3 separate regions of the Mus musculus genome follow, and regions 1 and 2 are each linked to region 3. A link is a contact called in public Hi-C and promoter capture Hi-C data. All regions are on one chromosome and are shown on one strand. Each heading gives the region's core, a stretch centred on a gene start, on an enhancer-like site or on the middle of the called end of the contact. The rest is flanking DNA. Distances are from core to core; before and after follow the strand shown.

What was found. Promoter capture Hi-C pulls out the DNA fragments that hold promoters and counts their contacts. A called contact is a pair of places that touch in the nucleus more often than the background predicts.
Region 1: a contact with region 3 is called in a Hi-C map of cerebral cortex, with 5 times the contacts expected there. The contact joins two enhancer-like sites. A contact is called at or near these places in 1 of 39 promoter capture datasets (the C10 cell line), 4 of 15 datasets of contacts at CTCF or cohesin (embryonic stem cells, large pre-B cells, pro-B cells and 1 more), 83 of 484 Hi-C or Micro-C datasets (B cells, the Ba/F3 cell line, the C2C12 cell line and 47 more), 2 of 115 datasets of contacts at active chromatin or transcription factors (astrocytes and bone marrow-derived dendritic cells) and 3 of 9 other capture datasets (adipose tissue, embryonic stem cells and liver).
Region 2: a promoter capture Hi-C map of hippocampal neurons shows a contact between it and region 3, with 3 times the contacts expected there. The contact joins the promoter of Dlgap2 here to the enhancer-like site in region 3. A contact is called at or near these places in 13 of 39 promoter capture datasets (the C10 cell line, the HPC-7 cell line, HPC-7-derived erythroid cells and 7 more), 5 of 484 Hi-C or Micro-C datasets (CD4 T cells, the G1E-ER4 cell line, cerebral cortex and 2 more), 9 of 115 datasets of contacts at active chromatin or transcription factors (CD8 T cells, T-cell acute lymphoblastic leukemia, VIP interneurons and 1 more) and 4 of 9 other capture datasets (adipose tissue, embryonic stem cells, liver and 1 more).

The regions. Positions count from the first base shown.
Region 1 is chr8:14,122,210-14,125,846 of GRCm38.p6, forward strand. The region is part of intron 1 of Dlgap2 (DLG associated protein 2); the gene reads left to right. Among named protein-coding and RNA genes, the nearest start is that of Dlgap2, 28 kb to the left of the region's middle. Within about 2 kb of position 2,207, at least 6 of the 459 cell types and tissues checked have an H3K27ac peak or open chromatin away from gene starts, as enhancers often do. A contact at or near this core is called in cerebral cortex, where this site is marked.
Region 2 is chr8:14,093,909-14,097,945 of GRCm38.p6, forward strand. Dlgap2 (DLG associated protein 2) reads left to right here and starts at 1,967. Exons shown (of 16, transcript NM_172910.3): 1 at 1,967-2,233.
Region 3 is chr8:13,930,082-13,933,580 of GRCm38.p6, forward strand. Fbxo25 (F-box protein 25) reads left to right here. Exons shown (of 10, transcript NM_025785.3): 8 at 1,101-1,283. Among named protein-coding and RNA genes, the nearest start is that of Fbxo25, 24 kb to the left of the region's middle. Within about 2 kb of position 2,165, at least 15 of the 459 cell types and tissues checked have an H3K27ac peak or open chromatin away from gene starts, as enhancers often do. A contact at or near this core is called in cerebral cortex, cortical neurons and hippocampal neurons, where this site is marked.

The DNA.
Region 1 (3,637 bases), core at 957-3,456, 190 kb after region 3:
GAATATCATTAGGCATAACTTCATTGACTTTTTTTTTCCCCAGTCATGTTTAGTATTATTCTAGGTCTCTGGGCTATCCAGTCTTTGGTTTCTGGCCCTCCAGATAGTGTCGGGGGTGGACTCCCTCTAGTGGCATGGGTCTCAGGCTGGACCTGTGATTGGTTGGCCATTCCCAGCACATCTTGTAGGCAGGATAAATTGTAGGTTGAAGGTTTTGTGGCTGGGTTGGTGTCCCAGTCCCTTTCCTGGAAGTCTTGCCTGGTTCCGTCAGATGGCCAATTTAGGATCCGTGAACCCCATTGCTAGAAGTCTTAGCTGAGGTCACCTTTGCGGATTCCTTGGAGTTTCCATTGTACTAGGTTTCTAGCTCTTTCTCCAGATGACCTCCCCTGCCCCCAATTCCAGTTGTCTCTCCCAGTACCCTCTCCATCCCTCCACTGACCGATCCCACCTGTTTCTGTGCCCCACTGGAAATGTCTATTCTATTTCCTCTTCCCAGGGAGATTCATACGCCCTGCCCCCCTGAGCCCTCCTTGTTACTTAGCTCACTATTCTCTATTTCAGTATCTGTGGACACGAGTACCTGAGCCCATGGCATAGGTATTTATATCATGGCTTCTTGACCCACATATGTATCTGTTGCAGAGAGGCATAAAATGACAATCAGTAAAACCTCAGGCATGCAATGCTTCATTTGAGGATGGATTTCTTTAGAGGAAACAATGTGAAGTTAAGAACTGAAGCAGAATAAAAGAAACTGCGGAGTTTCTAGCCGTAGGCCTGCATTCACAGCTGCTGCTTTCATGGCGCCCAGGGCTCACCACCAACTGGTAGGGTAGCGTCATATCAACACAGGAATAGTTCCAAGGATGGGACCATGGGTGGTAGTGTGACTATGGGTGGAGGTATGACCATGGGTGGAGGTGTGGCCATCGGTGGAGGTGTGGCTATCGGTCGAGGTGTGATCATTGGTGGAGGTGTGATTAGAGGGGACTGAGAGACATCAAATGAACAAAGTAACAGTTTTACTTAAAATGTCAGTAATTACAACACCCTAGGGGACCGATTCACTTGCTAGGTTTAACCAGTTGCCCACAACTCTTCGAAGGGGTGATAACATAGCATCATGAAGCATGGGTTACAAAGTGAGGAATTCAGAAACCTGGGAACTTTGAAATCCTGGGGACACAGTAGGCTGCTGTACTTCAAAAGGAGTGTGATGCGTGAAACTGTGTGGGAAAACAATGGTGTGTAGTGTGGCTAGGTTTATAGAAGGTTTGGAGTGACCCCACGTGTATATTTGCATGCTGCTTAAAAGTTCATTTTAAAGGAGACATTTGTATAGAGCAGGGCTGCTGTTTCCTAGCGACAGAGTCAAGATGCCCTGTCCTCTGTTCAGACAGGGTGAGGATGCTGCAGCTCTAGGGGGCCTCAGAGGGCTCCTGAGAGGCCTGATCTCACAAGCAGACCCAGGAGAGGACAGGATGCAGGAAGGAGGGCGTGTAAGTGTGTCCTAGGTGCGATTTATTCGTTCTATAACGCCCTTTCAAGAAACTGGTCCTACTCTGATTTGCTGAAAGGGTTTGTTAAGAATAGGAGATAGGGAGTTATACTTTGTGATTGGAGACATACATGATGCATGACAGATGCTATTTAGCAGAGGAATGTGGATCTTGGTGAGAAAGGTGCAGAGGGCGTGACATGCTTTTGCTCTCAAGGCCCATTGGCTATTCAGAGGGGAAATGCTATCTAAGCATAGCATCAGGCATGCTCGAAAGGCACGAGTCGCCGCGTGCTAGCTGAGTTGGAAAAGCGAAGGATTATGGGAAAACACAAAACGGAAGGCCCTAACTCCAGCCTTGAGCCTTCTCTGATGGTGTCCTACTTTAAGACCTGTTTAGAATGACACAGAAGCCACAGTATCTGGAGGGGGCCCAGGGCGATGGAGTGCCGGGTGCTTCGCATCTCTGGACGTACTTCCGGATTTTAATTGGAGAGCCTCATTTGGGGGCCATGCTTGTTCCCGTGGCTTGTTTATGTCTCATGGCTCCCTGATCTGTAACCAGATTTAGTTTTTATGGTTTAAATGTGTTGATGAGGTGCTGAGTCACGATTTCTTCCTCCAGAAGGCGTGACTCTGCCCAAGTGCAGAATCCAGGGTGTGTCCTGCTGTGCGAGTTGCTGCCACCAATGCTGGTTCATTTTGACAAAGAGCAGGCATAGGTGTGGGCTCAGCTCGCACAGTTGCTAAGGCTTCTCGCCTCATGAAGTGAAGGGACATGTGGTGCAACGTTTTTATTTCTGTTCCAATTCAGAGGAAATACTTCCATCACCAATCTTTTTTGATTAAAAAATTATTTTTGGAATTAAAATAGTTACAGCATTTCCCCTTTTCTTTCCTCCGTCCAAACCCCTCCCGTGTACCCCCTGATGGGTTCTTTCTCAGATTCATGGCATCTTTTTCTTTAATTGTTGTTTGGAAGCACTCCCCACCCCCACATACACACCCCACACAGTCCACATATTCTTACCTGTATGTGTATGATTTCAGAGCTGACCACTTGGTATTGGATAACAAATTGGGGTGGGGGTCTCCCTTGAAGAAGACTGTTTCTCTAGCTCTTAGTATTTCTTAGTTGCTTGTAATTCTTTGGGGTGAAGGCTCCATGAGATGTTTCCTCTTTTGTATTAATATACCTATCCATGCCATAGTTCAGGTTTTGTTTCGGCAGCACTCTTATAACAAGTATAACTCCCCGATGTTTCTGGGAGACACAATCTCACAGTTGGTCATCTGGCTCTTAACAATCTTTCAGCTTGCTCTTCCACAGTTTCCTGAGCCTTGGGTGTGGGAGTTATGCTGTGCATGCGTCCTTTGGGGCTGGGCACCACACAAGCACATGTTCTCTGCGCTTTAACACATTGTGGTTCTCTGTAATGATCTTCATCTGTTGCGGAAAGAGGTTTGAGAACTTATCTGTAAATACAAGGATAGATCTTGACAGTGTAGTCAGAAGTTATGTTGGCTTAGTAAAGTAGTAGTTTCAGGCTTTCCTCCAAGGTTCGTGGCCTCGTTAGACCAAGGTAGAGCTGCCTAGGTTTCCAGAACTGGGCATGACTTCCCTTCTGTTGAGAAGGCTTTAGGTCCAGTTAGAGAGCTGTTGGTTAACGCTGGGATATTTATGCCACCATTGCACCCTTAGGGTGATCATTCCATGCTTGTCACTGCTATAGTCCATAACTGTCATATCTGGGTAGGATTATTGGTTGCCTGCCAACCTTGGAGGCTTGCGTGGGACCTTCTAGTACCATGAAAGCTAATACTCAGAGGGTAGGTTTTTCAGGCTAGATCCAGCTCAGATTTTTTGGATCCCGTATACCACTATTATTTTAAAGCCCCTACTCAGGTATTTTCGTATGTCCCATGAGTGATTCCATCCATTTGGGGAGAAGAAAGGAGATCAAATGTACATACATACCTTTTATATGTTCCTGTCATGTCACTACAGAAGAGGGCTTAGCCCTCCTGAATCTTCTAGTGTGTCTTTGGACAAAACAACCACTAAAAAAATGGTTGTGATTTTAGGGTCCTTGTGCTTTTACTGCTCTGGGTTTTGTCACATGAGTTAAGTGATGA
Region 2 (4,037 bases), core at 717-3,216, 160 kb after region 3:
GAGGGGGGAGAGAGGATGGAAGAAATTGTGGAGTGTATCTCAGACTATTCCACTAAGAATCTTCAATAGGATCGAGTCCTTGTTGCCTGAAAGATCGCCTTGGTGACACATCCTTCATTATCCCTTTTTTCCCTTTCCCACTCTTTATTCCTGTTTAGTTTCCAGAGATAATAAGTTTTTCAAATAACTCACTGGAATCCATGTCTCGGGACCCGCTGTGTGCCAAACCTAGAGGAAGACTGTATGTAATGACACCACACAGTATTCCCCTAGGGTCACAAATAATTCCCTGTCCTTTTCCTTTTCCAATAACACTGTATATTTCCTTCATAGGAGCAAGTGCCATTCATGCTCACATGTTACTCCTATAACGTCAAATGGCTTCATCCCAACACTGGATGCGTGCCCAGGGACAGTCTTTCTTTCTGTTTTGGTACAAGTCCACGACCCAAAAGAGCTCACAGCAAGCACCACTGTGCTCCTTTCGTTTGCCTGAGATGGAAGACCGGAAGATGGGGGCACCGTGGAGAGGAGGAGAAAAGTGGATATTAGAATCTTCAACTTGATGTGCAGTCTAGATTTTTTATTCGAGGTCTGGAAACCCACCTTCCTTCCTTCCTTCCTTCCTTCCTTCCTTCCTTCCTTCCTTCCTTCCTTCCTCTCTCTCTCTCTCTCTCTCTCTCTCTCTCTCTCTCTCTCTCTCTCTTTCGATAGTGGAATCCAAATGGAGTGTGCTACAAACACTAGAAAAAAGTCACATCAGATACCTTTGATCCATTTGTGTATCTTTCACACACCTTAGTATTTTGCTCTGAAAGTGCACTGCAGTTGATTGATCATAGGAAAAAACATCTTATGGAGGCTGTTTTTATGGAAAAGATCTTGGGATTTAGGGAAATACAGGGCTGTTCACCTGTCTCTCCTCTATTCGACACCCATTCACCTTTCTGTAAATAGTCACCTTATTGATTAAGTTTTGGTCACATTTAAACTTCTTGACAACGGAGACGAAAGCCCCCTATTATATTTACACGGAGCCTAGAGACCGGCCCAAGGTTAAGCAGGTGTAGTGAGTATCCCCAGAGCCCGGTGCCAAACTATGTCTTTAGTTGTCAGCACCTTTTACTCTAGGCCACAGAAACTTTTCTTGACTGTTCAGTGGATCTAAAAAGGGTATCCCCACGAATCTAATTAGGTTTCATCAAAATATGGCTAATTTTGCTGAATTTGCCAGACTGTTTTTTGTTGTGTTTCTGATTTCGCTGAGGAAAAAAAAAAAGATAGTTTTTTTTCTTTGCTTCCGAGTGCAGCAGCAAACAAGGGCCGACACCATCTCAGCCCTCTATCTGGACCAGGTTTATGACTAAAGATTGCTGTTCAAGGTGCTGGGGATTCCTGTGAGCCCAGAAGCAGCAGTTTACCAGAGCTGGGAGGTAACAGGTGGAAACAGTGGTCTTATTTCACAGCACCCAGAGCAGCACTGTGCTCTCTTAGTGGCCAGTGCTGAGAGCTCCTATCTTCCATCGCTCCCTCTCTATGACCTGGGAGCCCAATAGGCTTTCACCGTGCAGAGTTCAGGGTGCCGATGCGTCTGCAGATCCCACATCTCGGTTCACATTGAGCTGGCCCTTCCCAGGCGCATTGGCTTGCTTGTGGGTTCCCACGCTGACCTACAAACACACGGAGCACACGCGGTGTGGGACCTCTCCGCTCCCCCTCCGGGAACCATCACTGTCCTGGAGTGACCCAACGCTCTGCGCGCAACAGTTGGGATCCGCTGTGCGCGGGCTCCCGGGCCGTGAGCGCCATGCGACCTCTGGGCCAGGCTTGCCATTGGCAGCGGCACCGCGGCCTGAGCGCTCCCCCTAGGCGCGTGGCGCTGGGCCCTTCCTCAGATGGAGCCACGCACCGGCCGCCCCCCAGTGCGCCGGTGCCTCCCCGGGCGCCGAGTGCGCAGGCGCCGGCCGTGAGGACCGACCGTGCGCCGGGCTCGAACGGGGTCGGAGCGCGCGGCGGCGGTGGTGGCGCTGGCGGTGGCGGTGGTGGAGGCGATAAGCGGTAGCGGCAGCGGGGGACAGACAGACTGCGGATCGACGCACGGACCCAAGGATTCTCGAGCTTGGGAGCTGGCGGCAGTGCTGTGCGCACCGCCTGGCCTGAGGGGTGGCCACCTTGCCATGTCGCTCTGCACCCACTGAACTAGGAAAGCCCAAGGATGTCTGCTCTGAGGAAGGTGCGAGACGCGCGGGGCCGCGGGGACCGGGATGCGGGGACCTGGGCGCTAAGTGGCGAGTGCCGTCGGGGCAGGGAGGGGGCGGTGCTGCGAGCCGGACCGGCGAGGGCCCTGCCTGAGTGGCTGCGTTGGGGATAAGAGGCTCCCGGGGACCCGATCCGGGAGCGTGAGAATAACCCCAGGGACGGCTGGTGCTCCGGGGTCCGCCGCTGGGGTCCTTCCGGGCTGCAGCGCCCCGCGGCAGGATTGCTGGCACACGGGCTCCCTGGGTGCAGGAGCGAGGCGGAGGTGTGAAATTCCCCGCTCCGCGAGGCCGGGTAAGGGGGTGCAGCCCGGGGCCCCGGCCAGAGAGGGACTCTGGTGGGGCAGTGGGGTGCGACCTGGGTTTCCCCTCCCCCAAGCCCGGGTGGACACCCGGACCTAGACTGGGAATGAATGAAAGGTGCTTGGAGCTGGTGGTACGGGCACTGGGGTCGCGGAGGCGGGGAGGGGCCACTTGTGCCCTTTGCAACAGCCTTCGCGCCCGGCAGGGCCTGGGCCTCGGGCTTGGGAGGGGGTGGCCGCTGCTGGGCTCTCCAAGTGCGAGCCGGGAGCACGGGGGCTTTTTTAGGGGTGGTTGCTAAGCGAAGCGCTACCCAGCGCAGGGTTTTGTAACTAAGCCTCCCCCGGCAGCTGCTGTTGCTGTTCTCGGGCTCTTTCCCTAACGATCGCAGAAGAAATAATGAGGATGTAATTATTACAGCCCTGCGCGGCGAAGGGCTGGGGGGCGGCAGGCACCGGCTCCTCTGCTTGACGCTGGCCAGGTGGGGCCGGGCGGGGCAGGGGATTTCTCTCCCATCCTCCTGGAGCGGCTGGGTGGCGGGAGATGCTCGCTGGGACCCGAGGCAGGGGCCGGGGCTGTATACCGAGTTAGAAGAGATGGGGAAGGGCAGCAGGCAGTGCCTAGGCGGGCGTAGAGTGTCGCAGGTGAAAGGGAACCGGGAGCGCCGCGGCTGCTTAGCCGTTTCTCACCCGAAACTCAAAACACTTCGGGAATGTGGTGCCAGCCGCCCGCATGTCGCTTCCTTCTTTTCAAATGGATGTGGATTCCGGCCCGGGTCGAAATCCAAATGCGTGACTGACTGATCAGCCTTAGCCGGCTTGTATCGATGAAGAGTATAAAGTAACGGGCAGCGAATTCGCCCTCGCTCTTGATGAACTCTGCCAGTCCGAGCTGTGGGCGTTTCAGGGCTGGAGATTAAAGCGTACCAGTTTTTCCTGGCGTCTAATACTTGGAGGCGGGAGGGAGCTGTCTGGACTCGGAGCCTTGGGATTGCTGTTAGTGGCCAGGTGGGTACATCAGCCTACAACCTTGAGATCTGACCGTTACCTTGGATCCCAGTCACCTGTGTTTTGCAGAAGGCTTTTATTGTACAGTCCACAAACTAATTGCATTTGTATTGAGAAAACAACCCGGAGTCACAGAATAGCCCAAAGTAACCCAGGACCGCTTCAGAGTTGTGTACAAATCTGAAGCTGACTTACTTAATCCAACCTCCCCAATAGTATATAGACTTTAAGTGCACTATAGCGTGATTTTCATCTTCATATTCCCTGTGGAAGGTGCTACATAGCCAAGGCCAAGAAAAATTTGGTGATATGATGAAAAATAATAAAATTTGGCAGGTCAGGTTGTTACTCTGGTGTTTTAAAAATGCCGTTTAATGCCATTAATCAGGATTCTCCAGTAGCCAAATTGTCTTGTGCAGGCAGTAGGGTGACTCACACAGATTTGGCTTCCATGGTAATTGTAGATTGTGCATAC
Region 3 (3,499 bases), core at 915-3,414:
TGTAACTTAGAACATGCGGTATTTTGTTTTACTATTCTTGACTTCTTTCATAGAACAGGATAACCCATGGTTCCGTTCATACTGCAGAAGATGACAGTATTTCATTTCTTCTGTGGCTGAGTAATATATAACATATTTTCTCTATTAAGTCACGTCCAAAAAAAAAAAAAAAAAAGTCACGTCCATGGGCACTAGGCTGACCCCAGGTCTTGGCTACCATGAATCCTGCTACTCTAAGCACGTGACTTCAGTTCCCTTGGATGGATGCATACAGCATTGCGGGTCACATGGCCGTTCTGTTTCTGTTGTCTCAGGAGCCTCCCCACAGCTCTTCTCTTTGCTTATTCACACCCATCTGCCAACAGTCCTGAGACTTCCCCTGCACCAGCTCAGCACTGCATTTGTCATTTGCATCTCTCATGATTAGATTAGTGATGCTGGCTGTCTGCATATCCTCTGGAGGTGTGTCATCCAGCTAATCCACCCTTCCCTGAGTCCTGCACTTCCCTAGCATCTGTACATTAACCTATCAGACCAACAGCTGGCAGCTGTCCTCACCCTCCGTGTTGGGCGTCTTTCTCCCTCTCTGTGCTACAGAAGCTTGTTTGCTTTGTGTTAACCATATTGTACGTCATAAACACGCTCAGTGTCAGTGAGGAGGAAGCTGAGATTTAACAGTAGATACAGATAGAGCTGGGAGGCCGCACAGACACCAGGCCTGTCCCTGGGTGAACCGCAGCGCAGCCCATGTTCACTTCACTTGCTGCCATGAAGCAGGGTCGATGTCATCAGCAGTTCCACATTTCAGATCCACCGTTTTCTAGGTATTTTTCTAGTTAAAATAGAGCAGGGGCAGGCATGTCCAAGGATAACTTCCTGAGCACAGGGAAATCGCTATGTGCCAGCCCCATGAGACGATGCTATGTGGTAGCCCCCATGAGACCACCCTGCAGAGCAGTGAAGAAGACTGAAGTGACCGTCAGAGCACATGGCCTCTTCGCTGTAGTCTTGCTGAAGCTGTCTCTACAGCATGGCCATTGTGTTTTGTTGCAGGAAGCCCCTGTGTTTTCTCCACGTGACACCGCTGTGCTTCCTTTCAGCAGGTAAACACTGGCCTCACACTCAGTGACCTGCCCCTGCACATGCTGAACAACATCCTGTACCGTTTCTCAGATGGCTGGGACATTGTCACCCTGGGCCAGGTAACACCAACCCTGTACATGCTCAGTGAAGACAGGCGGCTGTGGAAGCGACTGTGTCAGTACCACTTTGCTGAGCAGCAGGTGAGTGCGGGCAGCTGGCCTTGCTGCTTGTGGGTTCTTCTTTCTTCCTTCCTTCTCCACCTTCCAGCCCTCTAACACTAGATAAGGAGGAAGGAAGGATAGAGCGAAATGGAGAGAGACTGTGAATGCCATCGGTCTGGTTGGAAAGGGAGTGACATTATTGTTAGACGACTTCCTGATGAATAGGAGTGTCGGTTCTGTGGGGCAGTGTGATCTTCACCATCAGGATGATATCTGATTTCTCCTTGTTTCTTTTTTGCTCACAACTGTTTAACAAATGGTAACCCAATAACAACCACCCACCCACCATTGTTCAACCAACAACCCAACCCAATCCCTCCACCCCCAAGGCTTCTTGGGGCCCTAGCATTTATACCCTCTGAAAAACCCCTAGAATTCCAGACCTTACACGGTTGCAGAAACTATCTACAGCTGGTAAAGTCATAGCCCGGCTAGAGTACGAGGCAAGTCACAGTCAGCTGCTGTGGATAGTCTGAAGCAGCCCCGTATCCCACACCTGGGTTAAAACAAAACCATAGTCCCACGATATTCCTGTGGTTTTTAAAGAAACCAAGATCTAACTAAAGTGTGCAGGTCAGTCCCTGAGTCAGGCCAGCTGGCCACCATCCTTTGCCCTCGAATGAAGGTGGGGAGCACTTGATAGCAGCTAGAGGATACCAAAGTTGCTTCTGAATTGTATCAATTACAAGGCTCATGTTTCATATTGAAAAGGAATCATGATTCTAAAAATGTCCTAGTACCAAATTACTTAACTAGCTGAGTTGTGTCCTGTCTCCTGGGAAAGGTCACAGTGGTCTCTTTCCCTGATGAGTCCCACTCTGGCTCTGCCCCCTCCTGTCAGCCTGTCGTCCTTGCAGTTCCCGTGCTTCCCACTTGGTGGCACCATCTTGAGGTCCTGTGTCTTGCTAGTTGATGCTCCTGCTCCAGAGTGAAATCCCCACCTTTGCGTTTCTGCAGCATGTGGGCATCCTGGCTCACTGCATCAAGCAGTGCCTGTTTCATTCAAGGATAGGAAGCAGCGAGTGATGCATTGTCTGTCTTACGGATGTGGACATACCTGGGATGCTGGAGCATTGTGACGTGGGGGCCAGAGTGTGCCTGGTTCACGGCAGATGTGGGCAGAGCAGAAAGCAGGTCCCATCAGAAGAAGGAATCAGGGGTCTTAGCCACAGCTGAGATTCCACCCAGCTTAAAAAGTCCAGCAAAGCACCTGGAACACAGGGCACCTTTTATATGGCTCTCAGGATCTTGCTTGAGAGAAACACTGGTGTGGACATCAAAGGCGGTAGTCAGGGGTGATGTACGTGCCCAGCCAGGACCCTAGGAAAGTCCTAAGCAGAGCCCCAAGGAGATGCCCAGACCCAGAGTGAGCCTGTGAGAGCGCAGGAAGCTCTGGGTTCTCAGGCATGGAGCAGTGCAGCCAGGATGCTGCAGATGGGTGAGCATGGAACTGGGTCCATGGGACTGGGCTGTGCAGAGGCTGGGCCTGAGAATGGCTCGGTAGGCAGGCTAGCCCACCTAGCAAGAGGCATAGCTACTCCATCTGAGTGGGAGTGGACGTCCATTGCTCCCTGCATCCTTAGCCATCCTGACTCTTCCTACTCTCTTCTTATCTCTTTCTCAGCGGCAACTGTGTTTCCGCCCCCTCCTTTTTGAGATTAGATTTGAGCTGGCATCAGAAATGCAGGAGAGAGTGGTTGATCTTTTGGAGGAAATATTTAGAGCCATGGATAGAGTGATGAATAAATGTCTGTCTAGGATGGGCCCTGTGCATCACACATTGCTCTGGGACCTACCTCCAAGGATACCATAGGGCAAGGCCAGGGCTCGGCCTGGGCCACCAGAACCCCTGGCAGGCGTTATATATCCAGACGTCACACGTCCTTCAGGAAATCGGCTGACTGTTGGTTTGTGAGTCCTGGAAGTTCCTTGATGAAAGACTGTAAAGGTTAAAGGTCTGTTTACAACAGTGTTCACCTTCTATAAGAACTTAGAGTAGAATCATCCGTTAGCACCTGTGAGAGCGTCTTTTGATGCATATTTTCTTGATTGAATCACAAAACTGAACTGTGAGATGTTACCAGTTCTTCAAGAGTGACTAACAGCAGCAGGCTCCTGGTTTCTCAGGATCAGCAGTAGCTTACAGCCAGGGCAGGGTCCGGCCAGCACTGCAGGCTAGGAAACACCTCAATGAA